Linked DNA regions of Triticum aestivum: region 1 is linked to region 2. Evidence: chromatin contacts called from public Hi-C data. All regions are on one chromosome and are shown on one strand. Each heading gives the region's core, a stretch centred on a gene start, on an enhancer-like site or on the middle of the called end of the contact. The rest is flanking DNA. Distances are from core to core; before and after follow the strand shown. Region 1 holds the start of LOC123182160 (fructose-1,6-bisphosphatase, cytosolic). Region 2 holds the start of LOC123182154 (soluble inorganic pyrophosphatase).

Region 1 (5,330 bases), core at 1,471-3,970, 470 kb after region 2:
TGTTGAGATGAGCCTGGTCGTGCATTCGCTTGATCAGTAAGTCCTGGTGGTAGTTTTTTTGGTTCTGTTTAATATGACCAGGTGGTGGTGCCGTGCTCTCCTGTATATGATCGTTTTGTCCAGTCCCCTTGCGAACTTAGTTGGTGTCTGAATGCATGAGGCTTCTGTTTTGTGGTGGTTTCCTTGCTCTGAATGTAAAACTGTGATGAATTACAAGATCAATGAACTCTTATTATTGATAATGATGAACTACATATATATGTTGGAATTGATCTTGGCTGACAGCCATGAGAGAAAATTAAGGGGGTGTGGTCCGTGATCGGAAGTGCAAAACAAATTTTGGTCAAAACACAATCGTTCACTCGTTAGACACCACCTAAGGGAAGGATTGTTCCCTTGGGGAACCCCTCCCTGGTATGACGTACCGCTCTCTTGGAGTACTCCCTCTGTAAAGAAATATACGATCTTATATTTCTTTACAGAGGAAATACTTGTTAAAATGGCGTGCAATATGTCAAATATATGTATACACGGATATTGTTACATCGAGGCCATGACAATGATCTCAGAATCACCATAACACTACCTAAGGAGTTTTGTCACAACGCGGAACATAACCTTTTCTTTTAGCTACCCGATGCGGAACATGTGTATGTGTCTTCAGGTACTCAGATCAGGCGGTGCTCGACTCCGCAGCGTACAGTGATTTAATCTCCTCCACATCATCGTAGCTCCCGAGGAATATCGGAGACCTCTGGTGTATCTCAGAAGGAACAATTTCAAGGGCCTGCAATGCAAACGCAGCAAGCCATTTTTCAGTTACAGCACGCCAAAGATCAGCAATCACATGAAGTTAAGATGATACTACGATTCTGTAAAATAGCACATGCTCTGAATCAGACGAAGTGGCATAGTATCAAAGTAGAAAGTGCTGCTCTGGTAAAAAGGAATTCGGTGAATTCAGTGGCCTTACCCGATGTTTGCCGGTGAAAGACTGGCCTCCGGCTTGCTCCATCAGGAACGACATGGGGAAAACCTCGTACAGAACACTGAAAATACGACATTTCACCAGCCTCAGGAATGCACATTGGATAAGCGTAATCAGCTGGGGATACCACGAAGGAAGAAGGCTGCTAAGCATCAGCGTACCGAAGCTTCCCGTTGGGGCTCTTCTTGTCGGCGGGGTACAGAAATATGCCTCCGTAGAGCAGGGTGCGATGAACATCAGCAACCATACTAAAATTCAGAAGGAGCAGAACAACATAGCAAAACTATCAAGTTCAGTAAAACAGGAGCAATCAGACTGAATTAGATGTGGAAGGGTTTCAGTTTGCTGTCAGACAAACAGCTGAAAGACTGACACTGACCTTCCAATATATCTCAAGGATTTTGGTGATGAGCCGTCTTGGGGAAACTTGCATCTCTCTACGTACCTGCAATGTTGGCTGGAGAAGTCAGCTTAACTTGTTAAGAGACACTGATGTTTGTGAACTTGAAATGAGATGTACTGCGTACTTCGCTGTAGGCGCGTCCCAGTTTCTGGCATTTCCTTCGTTCACCGAGTAGATCTTCCCTTTGTTTGGTATCTGCACAACCAGGAAGCACATATATGATAAAAAATAGGCTAACCTTTTGTTGCACATCAGTGAATAAATTGTAGAAAGGACTGTGTTGCTGTAAGCTGTATCACAAACCTTTATGTTGGGATGGGTAAGTATGAACTCTCCCAGGGAAGGATCAAGAGTGAAGCCATTTACACCGTTCCCAGTGCTCAACACAAGCTGCGGTAAACCAGAACAACGTTGAATCTAGGATGAAGAGGTGGGGTGAAGTAATGGGAGTGAAAATACATCATCAGGGAACATAATTACCGTGCATGAGCTCCCGTACATGCAGTAGCCAGCGGCGATCATGTGGGTCCCGGGTTGCAGCACGTCCTCCAGAGTCGCGTTGTCCTTGTCTTTGATCATGTAGATTCCAAAGATCTACAGAGCAGAATGAAAACGCCGATCAGATAACAGTAACTAACCGGTCGACATAGTACCTTCGTTTTTTGAACGATGTGCTGAACCAGTCAACAGGTAGCAGCTCTGCTCGGAGTAGCAGAGTAAGAGGAGCGCATACCGTGCCGATGGAGACGCCGCAGTCGATGTTGGAGGAGCCGTCCAACGGGTCGAAGCACACGCAGTACTTTCCGCGGAGGGGCGCGTCCACGAAGATGGCCGCCTCGTTCTCTTCAGACACGAGCACACACTGCACGCAGCACGGCAAAGTCAGATCCTTGGCTCAGGATTGTAGTTTACTTTGCCCATGTGTAGGAGAGTGAGAAGAGTGCATTACGGTGCGGCCGCTGCTGACGAGCGCCTTGACAAAGACCTCGTTGGAGAGCACGTCCAGCTTCTTCTGCTCCTCCCCCTGCCCTCCGGTCAACCGCGCGCGCAGACATTAATAAACAAGCTAGGCGAGAAAGGGACTCGGCTAGAGGACTTGGATCATGTGTGCTGGATCGCTTGCCTGGACGTTGGTCTCGCCGGCGAGGCCGATGAGCTTGGCGAGGCCGGCCTTGTTGACGGCGGAGGCGACGAACTTGCAGCCGAGGACGATGTGGGAGAGGAGGATGGTGAAGTCGCCCCGGGACTCCGGGTGCCGCCCCTGCTCGTTCAGCGCGTGCCGCGTGATCGTCATCAGGTCCGTCCGCTGCGCCTCCGCCGCGTGGTCCATCTCCTCTTCTCGCCTGGCCTCCGCCGAGCAACGGCGCTAGCTCTTCTCGGTCGTCGGGAGCGAGCGACGGATACAAACAGATTGCACCGCCCGCGGATGGTTGTTAGAGATGGGAGGGGGAAATGGGAGGCGGCATCCGGTGCGCGGCCCGGAGATTGATATAGGCCGAAGCCGGTGGGAGGCGTGCCGGATGAGGTGCGGTGGGGGCTTCCACGTCGGTGTAGCGTAGCGTGGATATGCTCGGCACGGCAGCGCGGCCAGACGTGTCCGGGAAAGAAGGGGAGGAGCAACTGGATTACTTACTGGAAGCGCTTGTGCCCATTTGACCAGGACACTACTCCGGTGATACTAATATAATTTCCTCCCGGACGCCGTTCGTACTACTCCTATCCTATGTTCGACTCGACCTGATCCTGTGATCCTCATGTGTTTACACGTACAGTGATAAAGAAGAAGAAGAAAAAGGCCCGAGCATCCCTGTCAAGCACGTTGCATTCGGTTGACTAATGAAGCTTCACAAAGAAGTGGCATTAAAGTAGACAACGAACGGATAGATAGGCTTCGCCTTGGGGCAACAAGAAGCAGCGCTTGAGCTGATGTCATGGGCTGTTTCCTAGGTACTCAGGACCTGTAGCCATCGCCCGTCAGCCTCAACCGTACATGATGCAACAGCTGCTATGGCGTGCTATGTAGGAGTGGCCATCATCAACCATATCATGATCAACTTTCAGCAACAAATGTTTGCAGAAAATCTGAGGCCCTCCGCTTGGTTGCAGGAATTGAATTGGTCTGCAGAACTCAAGTGCCAAATTCCAGTTCATCTCCGGGGTTGAAATTTTGAAATTGCCACGGTTCCAATGTTGCTGTTTGGCCGACTGTTGGAATTGCTTGCTATTCAGGCCTTGGATGTAAAAGCCGAGTCCATGATCCTAGATTCAACGGAACTTCATGTTAAATTAGATGCGGAGATGCGATTAAAAGAGCTCCTGCGAGAAGAAGAATTGAAGTGGGCATTGCGGGCGAAGGTTCGTAAAGTGGTCCAGGGGGACGCCAACACTCAATTCTTTCATATGATCGCCAATGGCAAGCATAGAAATAAAAGGATCTTTCAGCTTGAGGAAGATGAAGGGACGATTGTAGGACAGGAGAACTTAAAATTGTACATCACTGATTATTATAAACAGCTTTTTGGGCCTCCGGAGGATAATTTCGTAACTCTAGATGAGTCGCGGAATGAGGATGTCCCTCAGCTTGTTTCAGATGAGAATGATATTTTATCTGCCCCGTTCTCGGAGAAAGAGGTGTTTGAAGCTATTTCTCAGATGAAGAATAATAAAGCTCCGGGGCCGGATGGATTTCCGGCGGAGTTTTATAAAAGGTGCTGGCATATTATCAAAGGGGATTTGCTTCCGATGTTCCAGGATTTATTCGCTGGACAGCTTCACTTGTTTCATCTGAATTTTGGAACCATCACTTTGCTTCCTAAGAAAACAGAGGCTGTACGAATTGAGCAGTTCAGGCTCATCTGTCTTCTGAATGCAAGTTTCAAAATCTTCACCAAGGTTGGGACAAATAGGCTCACGCAGATTGCACATTCTGTGGTGCAGCCGTCCCGAACTGCTTTCATGCCGGATAGAAACATCCTTGAAGGGGTGGTGGTCCTGCATGAAACGCTCCATGAAATCCATACGAAAAAACTAAATAGGGTAGTTTTCAAAGTAGATTTCAAAAAAGCGTACGACAAAGTCAAATGGCCATTCCTCCAACAAGCGTTGAGGATGAAAGGTTTTGATCAAGCCTGGCGACAACAGGTAGAATCTTTCACGCAAAAAAGAAGTGTTGAAATTAAAGTGAATGATGATATAGGTCGCTATTTTCAAACACATAAGGGCTTGAGACAAGGAGATCCAATGTCACCTATTCTATTCAACATTGTAGTTGACATGTTGACGATTCTAATAGGGAGGGCTAAGGATGCTAGCCAAGTAGGTAGTTTGGTACCTCATCTAGTTGATGGAGGTGTTTCTGTCCTACAGTACGTAGATGATACAATCATCTTTATGGAGCATGACTTGGCAAAGGCGAGAAACATGAAGCTGGTGTTATGCTTATCCTATATACCTAAGAGATTCACCCCACTACTTTATTTATATTAACATGCAAGCTATCCACATCAGCAGCCCCCGAATTACAAGAGGCACCCACCACAGGTTGACATGGGTTCTCTGCCTTCTTTAGCCACGTCACCTCAACTTCTTCTACCAAGTTGTGTCACACACACGTCACCTCAACTTCTTTTACCACATTGTGTCACACACACATGCTGTGCGTTATCACGTTGTGCGGCACGCAGCAAATGTAGGTGGCATACGAAACGAGGGCCTGCCCATATTCCTTTCATCCACTATCTCGCCACTGATCATTAATAGGCCCGTTTACTAGGATAAAGCCAGTTCGTCTCACACAAATCATGAACGAATCATTCCGCCTTCCAACTGGGTGCTACTGCGACGGGGCAGCGGCGGCGGACATGTAGCAGAGCACCGGTATCCATTAACCATAGGAATAGGTGTCAGGCAGGCTGCGGTGAGGATGTAGCAGCAGGCGAG
Region 2 (5,608 bases), core at 1,662-4,161:
GGGGAGCGGGCAGCGGAAGCGGGTACCAGCCGGCGGCGATGGCTTCGGAGGAGGATGTGGCGGTGAAGGAGCCGCTGGATCTCATACGGCTCAGCCTCGACGAGCGCATCTACGTCAAGCTCCGCTCCGACCGCGAGCTCCGCGGCAAGCTCCATGTATGTTTTCTCGCCCCTTTTCGTAATTTGTGCTGTCGATCTGGGCTTGGTTGCATCAGGGCTCTTGTTTGTGTGTCCAGTATGTGCTTAGGCTGGCTTATGCTATTTAATAACTGATATTATTGCCTGGAGAAACGAGTTGCTGTGGAGTTGTGGTGTGTAAACTGAGCTTCCGTTTACTTATGGTTGAACTGTAAGGCATCAGAACCCGAATTTATCTGTGCGGGGCCTCATATGATTTGTCCTTTTTTTCCCTTCTATTGAAGACATCATGAATAACTGCTTACTGTAGATAAAGCGTAACATGCTGATTTGAAAGTTTTGAGTAGTGGAATCAGATGTATTGCAATGTAAGTAGTATTTTAATTTTGAGTTCACAGAAATATGTAGTCATCTCGGCATTTCATTGTAAGACTTCAGGTTGCTTAAGGGGTTATAACTTATTGCCCGTTGGGCATTATGATCATTTCACTGATTCGTTACAATTGTATACTTGAAAAAAACCTTTTGTGGGTTGTATGATGCTGCCCCATGGGCCATACGCTGTATTTATGCACTGTTATTCATTTGTACTACAGTTGGGAAATTTGACCCTGGGACATCAGTGTGGCCACTATTTGAGGTTCTCTGTTTCTAAGTTTCCTTTATTCTTCCTTCGATCCAGGCGTATGATCAACATCTCAATATGATACTTGGAGATGTAGAAGAGATAGTGACTTCCATTGAAATTGACGATGAGACTTATGAGGAGATTGTTCGTGTAAGTGCTTTCTTGTTCCTCAAAATTTTGAACTATATGCTGATCTCAGTTTGTTCAAATTCGGACTGCCTACTACTGTTTTTTTCAAATTGAAATCGTTAGTTATTCCAATATGTTTATCTAGTTTGTGCTAAAGATGTGTAGAGCCTCTCTGGAGTGAGAGTTTAGCACGATTACCATGATACTGCTTAACATGAAGCCATGGTTCATACTATCCTCAGTTCCTTACTCACATGTAATTTGGGAGGTGCACTATTACCATGATGCTGCTTAACGATAACCCAGTCTCAGTTGCATAGTAACGTGTAAAATGCTTTGTGTTTATAAATGAGCCGCCTTAACTGCTTGTATTCTGCTGGTAACATTTGTGTTATATTGCATACTAAGCATAGCACCATTTTTTTTGCTTACAGTTATTGTAGGTAGCCAGGGTTTTTGAACTTATTTAGTGAAACATTCTTTGACATATTACTAGATGTACCATGTGGGTCATGTCACTATGGTCTATTGGTCACTTTACAATGTACTCCCCCCGTTTGTGTTTACTCCGCATATAAGATTTGTTTGAAGTCAAACTACACAAAGTTTGACCAAATTTGTATTAAAAAAATTCAACATTTACAATATTGAGTGATATGGTATGAAAATCAATTTCATGATACATCTAATGCTATTGATTTTGTGTTGTGAATGTTGACATTTTTTTGCTATAAAGTTGTTCAAACTTTACGAAGTTTGACTTCAGACAAATTTTATATGCAGACTAAAAAGAAATGGAGGGAGTATACACGATAATTCATCTTATTTTACTACTCGTACATTTTTTGCTGTTAAACCTGGTTACTTGTTTTCTTCATTTTGTTTACTTATACAAATCTGTGTGGTCACAGTTTCCATAGCTTGGGGTAAGTCGATACAACAACACAAAATGCTGTCAGATACTTCTAGCTCTGATTTGCAATAGATTTACAATCTGGCTGCGGATAGGCGATAGTCTTACTGATGTGTTTGCTATTCCATTGATTCCAGACTAGCAAGCGCACCATCCCCTACCTTTTTGTCCGAGGAGATGGCGTGATACTGGTTTCGCCGCCCTTGCGGACCGTCTGATGGCGTGATACTGGTTTCGCCGCCCTTGGAGACCGTCTGAAGTCAGGGCGGAACAACTACCATTCAATGGGCATTGGCAGCAGGGCTATCCGGATGACTTGCATCAGCTTATACATGATTCCTGGAGCATTGCTGGCTCGCGAGACACCGCGTAGCTTGAGTTAATCACCCATGTATCCTGATACAAAGAACAAACAAACACAGAACTCGACTTGTGTTATGTAGATCCATCTGAATCCGGCACCTGTTCGTCCATTAGACCATATCACCACAGTGGAGGGAAGCTTCAGTTAATCATCCTCTCCCAACACCTTTTGACTGGAATCCAGTACAGTACGTACTCCGGGCCACGGACGGGGAGGGGCGAGCGGGGAGTATAAACATTCACTGCGCGTTCACAGTCCACAGTCAGATTTTTTTTTTGAGGAAACAGTCCACAGTCAGTTCACGGCGAGCTGATTTGTGCTTCGATGTGAAATGAAATAAATCTATTCGTCGCGAAACTAACCTGTGGTGGTGGGTGGGTCACTCCGTCCAGCCGGGCGAAACCCCACAAAGTTGACACGATGATCACGGCACGTCGATGAACATGGTGGCGTGTGCCCCCATCACGAGGAAAAATAATTTAAATTTGACCGCAGCATCGTGCCAGTGGCAGCTTTTATGTACTTTATTTAAGGTATGAACGAGGGCGCATAGTGCGTCGTGAGTGACTGGATGCTTTGATCGATCCATGCACGTTGCGCATGTGCAGGGGTTCTGCCCAGCCAGTTGCCGAGTTTGTTTATACTGTTATTATGTTTTTTGTTGACGGTGCACGTGTTGGTGTGATCGGTCTGGATGCGGGGCCGAAGCTTCGCACCGGCACGGCACCGCATACATCCGACGACGACGCGTTCACCGCTCGTCCCCCCGCCCCCTGCCAACTGCTCTTCTCTCCCCTATATATGCACGCCGGGCCGCGGACGTTTCGGCCATCCCGTCCTCGGAGCCGCGCAACGATCCAGCGCACGCAGCAGATTAAGCGGCGACCTCCTTCGATCGAAGATGAGCCAGGACAAGGCCGCCGGCGAGAAGGCGGCGGCGGAGCCCAAGAGGCAGACGCCGCGGCTCAACGAGCGGATCCTCTCCTCCCTCTCCCGGAGGTCCGTCGCCGCCCACCCGTGGCACGACCTCGAGATCGGTGAGCCCCTTTCTCCATTTCGTTTCAGATCCGTCCGTCTGGCCGGAGCTGTTGGTTGGTTGGTTGCTCACGCGGAACGCATGTGCTGATTGATTGATCCCTTGCGCGAATTGCCCGCTGCAGGCCCCGGCGCTCCGGCGGTGTTCAACGTGGTGGTGGAGATCACCAAGGGGAGCAAGGTCAAGTACGAGCTCGACAAGAAGACCGGGATGATCAAGGTCTGAAACTTTTGCCCTGTTAATTTGCATCGGCACGCATGAATGTGTTCTGAGATCATCATCTCTGCCAGGTTGACCGGATCCTGTACTCGTCCGTGGTGTACCCTCACAACTACGGCTTCGTCCCACGCACCCTCTGCGAGGACAACGACCCCATCGATGTCCTCGTCCTCATGCAGGTGAGTGAATCGACCAACACTCCAATCATGCTCCGGTTATGACAAGTGCAAATTAACAATCCTGTCAAGGCATCACCGTCTGCATTACCCACCGTTCTTTTTCTGACAGCCGCGTGTTAATTAATTATTTCATTTCATTTCAAACCAGGAACCCGTCCTCCCCGGCACCTTCCTCCGGGCCAGGGCCATCGGCCTCATGCCTATGATCGATCAGGCACGCTAAACCAATCCCTTCATCTCTGTCCAAGTGTTCAAGTCAACTTTCCAGCCACCATTTTGGCATCAAGCTTATATTTATATCATACTCTCTGCTATTTTTCTTAAACAGGGTGAGAAGGATGACAAGATCATAGCCGTCTGCGCCGACGACCCCGAGTACCACAACCTCAACCATCTCAGCGAGCTCTCTCCTCATCGCCTCCAGGAGATCCGCCGCTTCTTCGAAGATTGTACGCATACCATTGCTTGCCTTATCTCGCATTTCCACAACCCTTTCATGCATCTTCAGGCTTCAAGTGTGTGATTCTTGGCTGATCAAATCTTTCAGACAAGAAGAATGAGAACAAGGAGGTGGCTGTCAACGACTTCCTCCCCGCCGATGATGCTCGTGCTGCCATCCAGCACTCCATGTAAGCTCTCATCATTTTGGGGGATATGATCCTGTAATTAAAGACGGAGAGTCCTCGAGGCTCCAAGGCGTCGATTTATGTTGACAAAAATTGCTTTGATTCTTTTTCAGGGATCTGTACGCGGAATACATTATGCACAGCCTAAGGCAGTAGAGTGTGTACTATTACTATTTTTCCTTTGCCCTTCCTACTATGATGGGAAGCAAAGAAGATCCCCTCGGAACATTTGGGATCTGATGAACAACCAAGCCAGTCTGCATTTCTACATTCTTGCATTGTACTCCCTCTGTAAACTAATATAAGAGTGTTTAGATCACTACTTTAGCTATCTAAACGCTCTTATATTAGTTTACGGAGGGAGTATTAGCCATATTTTCCCATCACTGTGGTACTATGTATCTCAAGTTTGTATTCGAGACCTTGTGGTTTGGCTCGTGTATTATCTTCAGTTCTTACTGAACGGACAATAATATAACAATTTTCACATTGATATCTGAGATACTGTGGTAATGCCATATCTCAAACTTGTATTCTAGACCTTGTGGTTTGGCTCGTGTACCTTGAGTTCTTACTGAAGGAACAATAATATAACAATTTGACACATTGATATCTGAGATACTGCAGTACTACCTACCTTAAATTTGTATTGAAGACCTTGTGGTTTGGCCCGTGTATCATCTTCCGTTCTTACTAACCGAACAATAATATAACAATTTGTCACATTGATATATGAGCTAAGTGTTTTTTCACCCCTTGTCAGATTGATTATTTCCAAACTTCAAAATTGAATAAGCTGACCCCATCTTTTTAATTCCGGACATTGTGTGTTCCTCATTCCATTAGGAGTCGTACCAATGCTAACGCTGCTTAGTTTCCTAAGAGGACATGTGGCCATCCAGGTCATCTTCCGCAACATCATGTACTTGTAGAATGGATGCTAAACAAATTCAGAAGTTTAAACCTATTTGTTTACTGAGTGTGAGTTTAAAATAATTAGTAAAGTGTCAATGAATAGACTTAGCAAAGTGGTGAGCCCTGTCATCTCACAAACTCAACACAGGATTTGTGAAAGGAAGATATATCATGGAAGGTGTGGTTGTTCACTTGTTCTACATGAAGCTTTAAATTCTATCCATCACTAGAAACAAAATGCCCTTTTGTTTAATGTTGATTTTGAAAAGATTATTGATAAGATAAATGTGTCCTTTTGTCTATCAAATGTAGGAACGTAAAGGTTTCCCTTGATAAGTGGTTTGATCGGATCATGTGTACCATGAGAGGAGGTCATGTAGGGGTCAAGGTAAATGATAATATTGGTCCTTATTTTACAACTCATAAAGGCTTGAGGCATGGAGATGCCCCCTCACTTTATTG

What was found. A called contact is a pair of places that touch in the nucleus more often than the background predicts.
Region 1: a contact with region 2 is called in a Hi-C map of leaf, with 6 times the contacts expected there. The contact joins the promoter of LOC123182160 here to the promoter of LOC123182154 in region 2. A contact is called at or near these places in 2 of 5 Hi-C or Micro-C datasets (both in leaf).

Annotation. Positions count from the first base shown.
Region 1 is chr1D:370,534,413-370,539,742 of IWGSC CS RefSeq v2.1, forward strand. It overlaps LOC123182160 (fructose-1,6-bisphosphatase, cytosolic), which reads right to left and starts at 2,721. Exons shown (of 10, transcript XM_044594631.1): 1 at 2,515-2,721; 2 at 2,341-2,415; 3 at 2,125-2,253; 4 at 1,872-1,985; 5 at 1,695-1,781; 6 at 1,516-1,586; 7 at 1,368-1,433; 8 at 1,150-1,236; 9 at 974-1,049; 10 at 513-787. The coding sequence starts at 2,721. The coding sequence ends at 674. It overlaps LOC123182157, which reads left to right. Exons shown (of 4, transcript XM_044594630.1): 4 at 1-139.
Region 2 is chr1D:370,065,837-370,071,444 of IWGSC CS RefSeq v2.1, forward strand. LOC123182154 (soluble inorganic pyrophosphatase) reads left to right here and starts at 2,912. Exons shown (of 7, transcript XM_044594627.1): 1 at 2,912-3,208; 2 at 3,332-3,426; 3 at 3,498-3,605; 4 at 3,754-3,819; 5 at 3,934-4,054; 6 at 4,153-4,234; 7 at 4,345-4,843. The coding sequence starts at 3,073. The coding sequence ends at 4,387. LOC123182155 (sm-like protein LSM3A) reads left to right here. Exons shown (of 3, transcript XM_044594628.1): 1 at 1-155; 2 at 820-915; 3 at 1,945-2,319. The coding sequence starts at 39. The coding sequence ends at 2,025.